Linked DNA regions of Mus musculus: region 2 is linked to region 1. The links are chromatin contacts, called in public HiChIP or PLAC-seq maps. All regions are on one chromosome and are shown on one strand. The core of a region is the stretch at or near the end of the contact, and the rest is flanking DNA. Distances in the headings are between cores, read along the strand shown. Region 1 holds the start of Ly6a (lymphocyte antigen 6 complex, locus A). Region 2 overlaps Gm28114 (a long non-coding RNA gene).

Region 1 (5,459 bases), core at 1,869-4,368:
GACTCTGTTGTGAGTTGCATCAGATCTGCTTCTGTCTGTTTTCTTGGGGGATCACTGACATTTCCCTGGTACGACAGTTGAACAAAATATTAAGGCCCTTCACGAACTCTGTGACAATTTGAGGTCCCAATATGCCTTCGATAATCATGCTTTCTGGTACTCCAACCCCCTCATTGCCTGGCTCTTGTCCTTGATGGAAAGCCATCGGAGCCCCCCTCTTTCTCACCCTATGTATTATACAGTTTCTCAAAAAACAACATACATATAAGTCACAAAAAAAAAACACTTCCTGGTACAATGAACTTCCTGGTACAATGACAAGCTATTCCTAGAGACTAGGCTAACACGTATGACACAGCCCCATTCTTGTGTGTTCCCAAGACAGATGAGGGACAGTAGAGCATTGACTGTTGTGCTTAGAAAATGAAAAGAAGCCCGGAATGTGTTTGGTGGAGGCAGCTATGATGAGGGGGAAGGGGGTGCCACTGAGGCCCATGCTGAGGCATTCCTTTCCCCTGAGGTAACAGACATATGATGTGTAGAGTATAGAATAGCTTTTACTTAGGGCATGGGGAGGGGATTTGTTGTCCTTAGTGGAGATAGAGAAAGTGGGGGGGGGGGGGTAGAGGCCATGTGGAGAGAGAGGGAAAAGAGAATGGGGAGAAAAGGAACAGGGAGGAAGAAAGGAAAAAAGCAAAAGAAGACAGTGAGGAGGGCCCAAGCAGCCCATTTTACAGTGAGTCAGGCATCCCGGGATGTTGCTAGATAACTACAGGGCAGAGCCTAGAAGAAATGCTAATACTGCCTATACCCCTGGACAGCTCTCCTAGAGCACTGCAGGAGTGGGGATGTTCAGGACCCAAATCAGGCTTGGGCCTACTCAACTCCACAGAGACAAAAGCCAAGTCACGATAAAGCCAGTTAGGTTTCTGTTTCCCCACCAGAGAACTCTCTGCTTAAAAATCATGTGACTGGCAGTCTGATAACCTACCTGATACACTTGGAAGACCCCTGACCCAATGTGGCCCTTTCTAAATTACCCTTTTCCTCCCTGCCCCTGATTCAAGCTATATAATCTAGCCCCTTTATTTCAATAAAGGAGGTAACCTCCAACACAGTCTTTTGAATCATTTATGCCTACCATCCCTGCAACACCCTGCTCCCAGCTGCTCTGCATCCCAAGACCACAGCGCATGGGGGAGGGGCAAGTGGCATTGGGAGGAAGTACACTTAGTTAAAATGAAACCTGTGCTTTATGACTCTTGGTAGTGAGGAAAAAATATGTGACCCTGGCTAGTTAACACAGGTCATTCATTCTCTGAATAGGGGCATGGGCTTGGCTAAGGTTTGACCTATTGAGTGTGAGAATAGTCAGGCTTCAAGGTGAACTGGAAGGCAGGAGAGAGGGCTGGGTGTGTTTTTGTCTTGCATGAAGACTTCTCTGCAGAGGGCCTGGCTTCTCTAGCACAAGCCTGGCAACATCTGGTACCTCTAACTCTAAGATTACTCAAGTACACTGTAGCCCTCTCCCAGAAGAGTTAATGTGAGTGGTCTGTCAGTAGAATGGGCAGGAGTCCACCACTAAGGGAAGCTAGCTCCCCAACAATGGGGCTGGGTGGAAACTGGAGGACTCATGAGAATTCCTAGTTTAAGACTTTTAGAGAAACAGTGCACGGCACTGTGGTTATATGGCCTTTCCCTCCAAAGAGAAGGTGATGGCCCCGTTGTCATCCTGGAGTAGGGATAATGTTGGCCCAGGAGCCCTGGCAATAAATAGAGTCAGAAGAGCAAAACAGCAATAGGTCTGTGATAATGGGCAGAACTCTCTATACTCAGAAGGGAGGACTGTCACCTGGGGTTCCAGCCATGACTCCCTCCTGTTCTCCGCCAAGCACAAGTGGTCTCAGAAGATACTAGAATATAGAGGATACAGAGGATTTACTGAAAGAGGGACTCCGTGTACTGCTTTTATGATGGGGTGAGATTTGGTGGTGACTAAGCTGCTCAGAATTTATGCATATTCCTGTAAGTGACCTCACCCATCCTCTGGGGGAAAAAAAGCCTCATAACCTCATTGGGTGGTGACATTGGCAGGGTTTATCACTTGGATCTTTCCTTGCCGCTTTTTCTTTGTTTGCAGAGGCTTGCTGTCTCCTGCTCTTTCTTTCACATACACTTCTTCATGCATGAGCCAATACCGAGCACAGCATGTGACAGAATTAGAGAGACAACATTTCTTGCTTGCTCTCTTCCTCTTACCACTGTGCTGGGTTATGCGGTGTTGGAGGCAAACTGTTTGCTTATATGATATATTATAGGGTAAGAAGGAAGGGGTTTTTAGTGGTGCTCGGGCAGAGGCCATGGAGTGTAAGCAGCCTTCCCTGCTTAAGTGGGGTGCGCTCAGCTTCACTGATGCTGTGGTCCATTTTGGGACTCAGTTGTCCTGTGAGCACAGCTGTTCATTTGCTGTGGTATCATCTCAGGATGATTTCCAGCTCAGGTCTCTACCTCTGTCCAGCACACACAGCCCCATACATCCCCAAACACATCAGACACTGCTTGGTAACTTCCATCCCAGTTGCCAGTTAGTTCTTGCCTCAGGACTCTCACTTTGTGGATGCAAGAGCCTACTGGGGGCTTGCTCACCAGAGCCAGTCTTTAAGTATTTGTAAATTGTTTTCCTGCTTATAGGAAGGAGGGCCATTGGCTCTGAGCCACTGCAAACCATACCTTCTATTTAGACACAGAAAAAAGCCAGGTAGTGGAGGCAGAAGTATCAGCGGCTGTTGTGCACCCCTTTGATAGCTGTGTGTTGGAGCCAGCCTGTTCTACTGAGCAAGTCCTAGGACAGCCAAAGCTACACAGAGAAACTTTGTCTCAAAAAAAAAAAAAAAAGTCAAAAAAAAACCCAAAATAAACAAACAAAAAACACGAAGCTAAACAAAACAAAAACTAGTAAAGGGCTGAGCAACTTGACTTCTTCCCTTGCTTTCTAATTGGCAAGCACAAGTCAACTGTGGCCTCTGGCCCTCGGCCCTCTCAGTTCTCCTGCACCATGGTTCCTCCCCAACTGCTATAAATCTGGCTTGATCAGGTCACAAACAAATCTTGCTACCTCTTAACCAATAAACATGATGGCCTGGAAAAGGTTAAGTACTGAAACCCCTCCCTCTTCAGGATGCCAGCTGGGAGGAGCTGAAGGAAATTAAAGTACTTCAGTCCACATCTGACAGAACTTGCCACTGTGCCTGCAACCTTGTCTGAGAGGAAGTAAGGACTGGTGTGAGGAGGGAGCTGCTAGGTGACAAAGGGAAGAGCCCTCAGGATAGGGCTGGGGTTGGGAGTGTGGGATTAGGAAGGAAGAGCTGGGTGGGTGGTGGGTGAGAGAAGTAGGCAGACATGTATTCCTCAGGGAAAGCTGTGTGGAGGGTTGGAGGGAGGGAAGATCGGATGCCTGAGCTCTGTGAGAGCCCAGGGATGTGATTGGGGGTCTATTAATTGGCTCCAACTTCCAAGGTTTTATCTGTGCAGCCCTTCTCTGAGGATGGACACTTCTCACACTACAAAGTCCTGTTTGCTGATTCTTCTTGTGGCCCTACTGTGTGCAGAAAGAGGTGAGGTAGAAAATGAGAGAGGGGCAGAAGGATACAATGGAGATGGAAAAGGGCCTCAGGGTTGTGGGTACACCTACACTTCCATTGTGTGCCCAGTACCCGAGATGTGCTGGGGTCATGGGATTGGGAATGGGCTTGTGGTGGGTGAAGCCTTCTGTGGTGGGGTGCTTTACTGGGTCTGTAAACCTGTCAGAACCTGCCTTGCAACCATCACCACATACCAAAAGGACACGTGGAGCTCAGTATCTCTGCCACAGAACCTGGCCACCAGAGCAGCCTGTCCTTAGACTCTACCCTTCTGCACTGGCCTCCCAATCAGGACACTGGCCTGTGTGCACACAAACTGGAAGAGCCTTCTTTTTCTCCCCAGATGCCAAGTCAATGGATTTGGAATCCTTATTGCCTGGACTTTGACTTTTCCTTATGTCCCAGCCCATGCCACATGAGACCCAAATGCTATGCCTTCTGTACTCTAAGAAATTCTGAGCTCTAAGATACGCCTATACTTGTAGTTACATGTGTATTGCAGGAAGCCTCATGGTGAGCCTCAGCTTTAAGCTGACTCTGGGAAGTTCTGTGCTTTGTCATGCTCCAATACCCAGGGGCCAGCTCTGCAGGTGTAGGGTAGGACAGGTCAGAAGAGCCCTCTCTATTTGGTGGCCCCAGCATCTACTTACACACCCACTCACTGCTTCAGCGGACATTTGGTATCTATATCTTCCCAATATGGTGGCTGTCTCTTTAATATCTCTTGGGGTGCACATGTCTCCTGTGGGGCTGTGTAGCTGAGACAGCAGTACCAGGCATCTTTAAACAACAGTGGTTCTTGGTTCACTCTTGACTGAACAGTAATGTCCTTGCTCTGACCTAGCAGCCAGCAGCTGTGTGCAAGTAAAGACATTGGAGAGGAGGGGTCTGGGCTAGGAATTGCATGTACTAGCCCTCATGTATTGGCTTGTCTCTCAGCTCAGGGACTGGAGTGTTACCAGTGCTATGGAGTCCCATTTGAGACTTCTTGCCCATCAATTACCTGCCCCTACCCTGATGGAGTCTGTGTTACTCAGGAGGCAGCAGTTATTGTGGGTAAGTTCTTTGTGGCCTATATAAAGATGGCTGAGGGTGGCTTTGGAGAAAATGTCGAGTCTGGGCACTTGTTGTGGACCATGGTTCCCCTCCCCCCAAGTAGAGCTTTCCTTGTGTTGGAGGAGAACTCTTGCAAAGTGGGGGCTGTTGGGGTCCAGGGATGTGCTGGGATGTGATCATCAAGCAGGGCTGCCCATTGGCATTCACAGTGTTTATCATCCCATTTTGTTGCCAGTGTAGTCACGTGATGATCCTGCCTATACTTTAGGTCTATGGTCTCACTGGCTCACTGACAGACTAGGAGAGCTGGAAGCATCTAGTGAGTCTTTGCATATAATGAAGGAATCTGGAATGACTTAGGAATGTTGATAAAAAGAGATATTAGTACATATCAGATCCTCCAAAGTTTCTTTGGTTTCTAGGCATATCCTCAGATATACAAGGCAGGAGCAGCCCCACCCTGCTATCCAGTTTCCCTTCCCTGAGCATATCCTGCCTGTGTCCTGTCTCCTAGGAAATAATTGCCTGGAGAACTGAAAGAGTCTGAGATGCTGGTTGCCCTTTCTGCTGTGCCACTGGGCGATCTTACACTGGGCTGTGTCTTTGTGGTGTGTGCATGTGTGTGTGTCCATAAATGTGGGTACACATGTATGAACATATGTGATGTAATGTATACAAAGGTCAGAGGACATCCTTAACTACTGATCCTCAGGCATTGCTTGCTGTTTTATGCAAATGAGCCTTGGATCTCCAGAAACTGGA
Region 2 (5,459 bases), core at 2,012-4,511, 350 kb before region 1:
GCTGTTGGGGTCCAGCGATGTGCTGGGATTGGATTATAAAGCAGGGCTGTCCATTGGCCCGCATGGTATTCACCATCCTGCTCTGCTGCCACTGCAGTTATTTCATGCTCCTGCCTGTACTTTATGTCTAGAGTCTCACTGGCCCATAGACCGAACAGGAGAGTTAGAAGCATCTAGTGAGTCTTTGCATATAACGAATGAATCTGGAGCTTAGGCTGAAGGAATGACTTAGGAATGTTAATAGAAAAGAGACCTTAGGACATATCAGATCCTCCAAACTGTCAGATTCCAGGCATATGTGCAGATAGACAAGGCAGTAGCAGTCCTGCCATGCTGTCCAGTTTCCTGTTTGGGACCACAGCCTGCCTGAGTCCTGGAGTAGGTCTCCTAGATATAACTGCCTGGGGAACTGCAAGAGTCTGAGTAGCTGGTTGCTTTTTCTGCTGTGCCACTGTGAGATCTTACAGTGCTGTTTCTGTGTGTGTGTGTGTGTGTGTGTGTGTGTCTATAAATGTGGGTGCACCCATATGAATGGTCTGTAATGTAATTCATGTAAATCTCAGAGGACAATCTTAACACAAATTCCTTAGGCAGAGTCTACTTTTTTATGGAAATAAGTTTTGGATCCCCTGGAACTGCAATTTCACATAGTTGTAAACCACCATGTGTGTCTGGAAACCAAATCCTGGGCTTCTGTAAGAAGAACAAGTGCTGGTAACTGCTGACCTACGTCTCCTATCCCAACCACCTTGTTTTTTGAGACAAGATCTTTCACTGAGACCTAGGATTTGCCAAGTATGCTGGGGATGGAGTTGAGGCAGGTAGCAGAGAGTTCCTAGGACCTCCTGATCCCCCTCCCCGTTATAGAGATCATATCCAGTACTCACGATCTCCTTATATCCCACTGCCTGATGCCCCTGAACTCCCCCAGCATAGAGATCCTAACCAGCACTCCCATGTTTGGCTGGATCTTTATGTTTGCTGGTGAATGAACTTGGGTCCTCTTGATTCCATGTGGCCAGCACTTCACTGACTGAGATGCTTCCTCAGCACATTGCCTGTAAGAGCACATATGTACATATGTGTGAATGTCATGCTCTTGGAAGGTACAAGTGTATGAGACCCAGAAGTTGATGGGAATCTTCTGTGACAACTATTTATTTCCTGGGGAAGTGTCTCACACTGAACCACAAGCTTCCAAGTTGAGCAGGTTTAGCCAGTGAACTTGCTTTGGGGATCTCCATCTTTGTGTCCTGAGCACAGAGATACAAGTAGGACACCATTCCAGAACATCTTTTGATGTACTTTAGTGTTGGGACCTGGGGGCTCATGCTTGTGCACACAAGCACTTTATCCACCACTCCTCCATACTAGCCCATGGTCTTGATATTTGATTTATTTGTCATTTGAGACAGGGTCTCAGTCTAGCCCCAAGATAGCTTAGAAGCCCCCATGTACCCCAGTTTGGGATTGAACTCATAAAAATCCTCCTGCCTCAGTCTTCCAAGTTCTGAGATTACAAATCTGAGCTAGCATGTCTACCTTCAACATGCCTTAGAGACAAGTCTGGGCAATCCAGGCCTGGTGGCATGTGGCCCAGATTTGGGGAAGCTATGTTGTTCCTGCATGAAAAGTAAGTGTCACTCCTTAATTTCTTTCAGGCGGTCTCAAATTTCCAGTAAAGTTCAGTCAGTGCCTTCCCTTCTGCCCTCCTGATTTTGAAAATAGCATCATCACCCAGGATACTTTTGTCATCTGGAAGACTATCTGTTGCCAAGAAGACCTCTGCAATTGAGTAGTAATTCTCACTTTAGGCAGCACCTAAACAATGGCAGGGGTGCTTCCATCCAGCATGGGCTCAGTTCTCCAGCAGACCATGCTGTGGTGGTCCTTTCAATAACCCCAAACCTAAACCCTTTCTCTTTAATACTCATTTGCAGCCACTGCTTACTGGAGCCATCTAGTGATAATTTGTCAGTTATAGAAGCTCTGAGGTAGGGTAGTGTGTGGAAAACCTTGTTTCAACTTTATAGCCCCTGTTGAGTAGGTGCTCCACTCCTCTCTATGGCTTTCAGATCTGTACTTCCTGGAACGTTGTTTTGTTGTGCTTGCTGCTTTTTCCCTGGAGGCATTTAGCCAGCACAGGGAAGCATCAGAAATCCAAGGTATTATTTCATCACCATCTATGCAGAAATGTCTGGGTCCAGCAGGCTTCCCACATGTGTAGCCCGATGTCCCCCTTCTGAGTCCAATAAACTGTTGTTCTCCCAGCAAAGATCTCCATTTTTCTCTTGCTAATATGAATCTACTGCGTCCTGCCTGCCAGTTCACATCTCTGCCAATTCAGCTCACCACACTATCTAGATAATGTTAGCCAGCTCAGGGTAGGGAACAACATGGTTTGGATGAGCTGATGCTGGGAGAATAGAGAGGGTTCCCCCATGTCCAAAGAGCACTTGCTTGTGGTGGGGAAGCACAGGAGATGAGCCCTCAATGGTGGGTTGGAGCTGCCCTGTCAGAGACTTTTTGTCTAGACTTTGAAGCCATTTCCTGCAGATGCTCATGGCATGGCTCAGAGGAAACAAAGTCTCAACCTGCCTCTCCTGGAGTCCTGGTTTATATTGGATGCCCCTAATGGTAAGGGTTGACTTGACACATTAACAAACAGGGATCCATCATTTGGCCAAAAACTGGAGTCATGGGTAGGAATTCAGAAGATTTCTTTGATATTCAGCCTTGATTCTGTTGCAGTCTCTTCTGGCCTCTGCTTCCAAGTGCTGGCTTTGCAGGTATGTACTCACTACCCCCTGGCCATTCCCTGTATGTTTTAAAAGGGCAGACTTCCCATAGCCTCACTGGCTGAGGCCCTCAGGCTGTGCAGGAGAGCTGGCTCTGATGGTGTGAGCACAGGAGAGCTTCTCCTGACACTTGACACCTGTCACAGGCAGGAGTGCTGCCCCTAACCCCCATCTGGGTTAAGCAGGAGAGCCGGTCTTTGTACTCTGAGTGCAGGAGAACACTTGGGATGACCAACTCAGTTACCACCCCAGGCCACAGCCAGGGCTTAGCGTTGGCCAACCCCAACACCTACTCTATCTATGAACTGCTGGTACACATGAAGGTGCTGGTTCTACAGATCCAAAGCTACAGGATCACCATCACACAGGGCAACAATATTAGAGTGGAATTTTGGGACAAACCCAGTATTGATAGTGTGGCAAAAGCCAGAGGCCTCCAACCGGAGCAATGACTCATTGTAATTATCATCTGTGAGTAATGTTGTTTCAACAAAAGGGTATACTGTGTGGCACACTGTGCCACATCACAGCTATTGTCCCTTATTTTTTATTTTATTTTATTTTTATGTTTTCAGGGGGAAGTTGCAAGTGTGGAGTATGGCTATGGAGGGATGGGGAGATGAGTGGAATTGAAGTGCATGATGGGAAGTTCACAGGAATCAATAAAAAGTTTTTTAAAGTGTGGACTTGAGTACCTGTGATGCATGTGAGTGGGGTAGATGCAATTAAAACATGAACAATTAAAGGGAAATCATCAGAACTCCTCAAGGAGAAGAGTTGCCTATGTGTCTCTGAATTCCTGCTTTGGTGTACACACACACACCTGTATATTGGCCATAGCTGACTTAAGTAATACACAGGTAGAGGGCAAATGGTGACTTGTGTACATGGATAAGCACTGGAGAAACCACACAGTTTACCTCTCCTGGAATGCCAGGGCTGGAAATTGTTCATGTAGATCACAATCTGGTAATCTTTTGCTGTCTTATGAGCCAGGCCTGGCCTGCATCTTTAAGAATTTATGTTTTCTTATCCCAGTCCAGTTTCCTTTAAAACCTTGACCATTGCTTCTAGGTTATAAAATTCATTCTTGTGATAAATATCAACAGCCTAAGTGACAATCTAATCTTTGGACCAAGGCACCCCTGATACCCACAGGCATGAAGTTTACTTCAGTCTGGTTGTTCTTCCTAGACCTTTATCTTGTGCATTGTTTCTAAGTCAACAGGAACCCATCTTATGGATGAAGCTATATGTAGATATCTTCAATGTAAACATGTCTTCAGCTTTGCAATACTCATGGGTCTGAGTGGATGGTTATCTGAGAATACTTAACCTGACGTGTGCTTTGCATAATTCACTTGTTTATTAACAATAAATGAATTAATTTATTTTATGATTAAAAGAAAATGATCTGGGTCAGACTCTAGAAGTATTAGCCCAACACTTGTAAGGGCTAAGGCTCATCAGAGTTTGCTTCATACTTCATCTTTATTATTTTCCCGTACCTATTCTAACATCTACACACACACACACACACACACACACACACACAGAGAGAGAGAGAGAGAGAGAGAGAGAGAGTGAATGGAGATTTAATAAGTAAGATGTAATCACAATGTTATCTTGAGTACCAATGAGAGGAAGAATTAGGGCTGATGTTAGAGGTTAGAGGTTGTCTTAGTGTTTTACCGCTGTGAATAGACACCATGATCAAGGCAAGTCTTATAAAACAACATTTCATAGGGACTGGCTTACAGGTTCAGAGGTTCAGTCCATTATCATCAAGGTGGGAGCATGGCAGCATCCAGGCAGGCCAGGCATAAGCAGAGCTGAAAGTTCTACATCTCCATCCTAAAGCTGCTAGTGGAAGACTGACTCCCAGGCAACTAGGTTGAGGGTCTTAAGCCCACACGAACAGTGACACACCTACTCCAACCAGGTCACACCTATTCCAACAAGGCCACACCTCCAAATGGTGCCACTCCCTGGTCCAAGAATATACAAACCGTGACAGAGGTTAAAGTTAAGACATAGTAAATCATTCCTGGCCAAAGTGGAGTCTAGCTGAGTGTTGTCCAATTCTTCAAGGCCATCTTTTCAGTGCCAGTAGCAGCCCAAGATCCCATGCCCACTTTAGTTTTCTAGGAACTTCCCCTGGTATACAGCCAGATCCTTGGTCTTGATGCAGAAAGGAATTTGAGGATGGGCCTTCTCATAGGTTTTTTTTAAAATTTATTTATTTTATGTATATCAGTACACTGTATCTGTATAGACAGTTATGAGCCTTCATGTGGTTGTTAGGTATTGAATTTAGGACCAAGACTCGCTCTGGTCAACCGTGCTTGCTCTGGTCGACCACTAGCTCAGTCCCTCCTTGCTCCAGCCCAAAGATTTACTTATCATTATAAATATGTACACTGTAGCTGTCTTCAGACTACGGGTGGTTGTGAGCCACCATGTGGTTGCTGGGATTTGAACTCGTGACCTTCTGAAGAACAAATCAGTGCTCTTACTCACTGAGCCATCTCACCAGCCCCTCTTAGGGTTTTTATTCCTGCACAAACATCATGACCAAGAAGCAAGATGGAGAATAGAGGGTTTATTCAGCGTACACTTCCATGTTGCTGTTCATCACCAAAAGGAACTCAGGATAGAAAC

What was found. HiChIP or PLAC-seq counts read pairs in DNA pulled down with a chosen protein or histone mark.
Region 2: a contact with region 1 is called in an HNF4G HiChIP or PLAC-seq map of pancreatic cancer cells. The contact joins the enhancer-like site here to the promoter of Ly6a in region 1. A contact is called at or near these places in 15 of 484 Hi-C or Micro-C datasets (the C2C12 cell line, Sertoli cells, cardiomyocytes and 8 more) and 1 of 115 datasets of contacts at active chromatin or transcription factors (pancreatic cancer cells).

The regions. Positions count from the first base shown.
Region 1 is chr15:74,995,690-75,001,148 of GRCm38.p6, reverse strand. It overlaps Ly6a (lymphocyte antigen 6 complex, locus A), which reads left to right and starts at 3,118. Exons shown (of 4, transcript NM_001271419.1): 1 at 3,118-3,270; 2 at 3,532-3,614; 3 at 4,581-4,697. The coding sequence starts at 3,545. All of the region lies in intron 1 of Gm28068 (a long non-coding RNA gene), which reads right to left.
Region 2 is chr15:75,345,428-75,350,886 of GRCm38.p6, reverse strand. It overlaps Gm28114 (a long non-coding RNA gene), which reads left to right. Exons shown (of 3, transcript XR_875430.3): 3 at 1,662-2,270. Among named protein-coding and RNA genes, the nearest start is that of Gm28114, 45 kb to the left of the region's middle. Within about 2 kb of position 3,261, at least 8 of the 459 cell types and tissues checked have an H3K27ac peak or open chromatin away from gene starts, as enhancers often do. A contact at or near this core is called in the C2C12 cell line and pancreatic cancer cells, where this site is marked.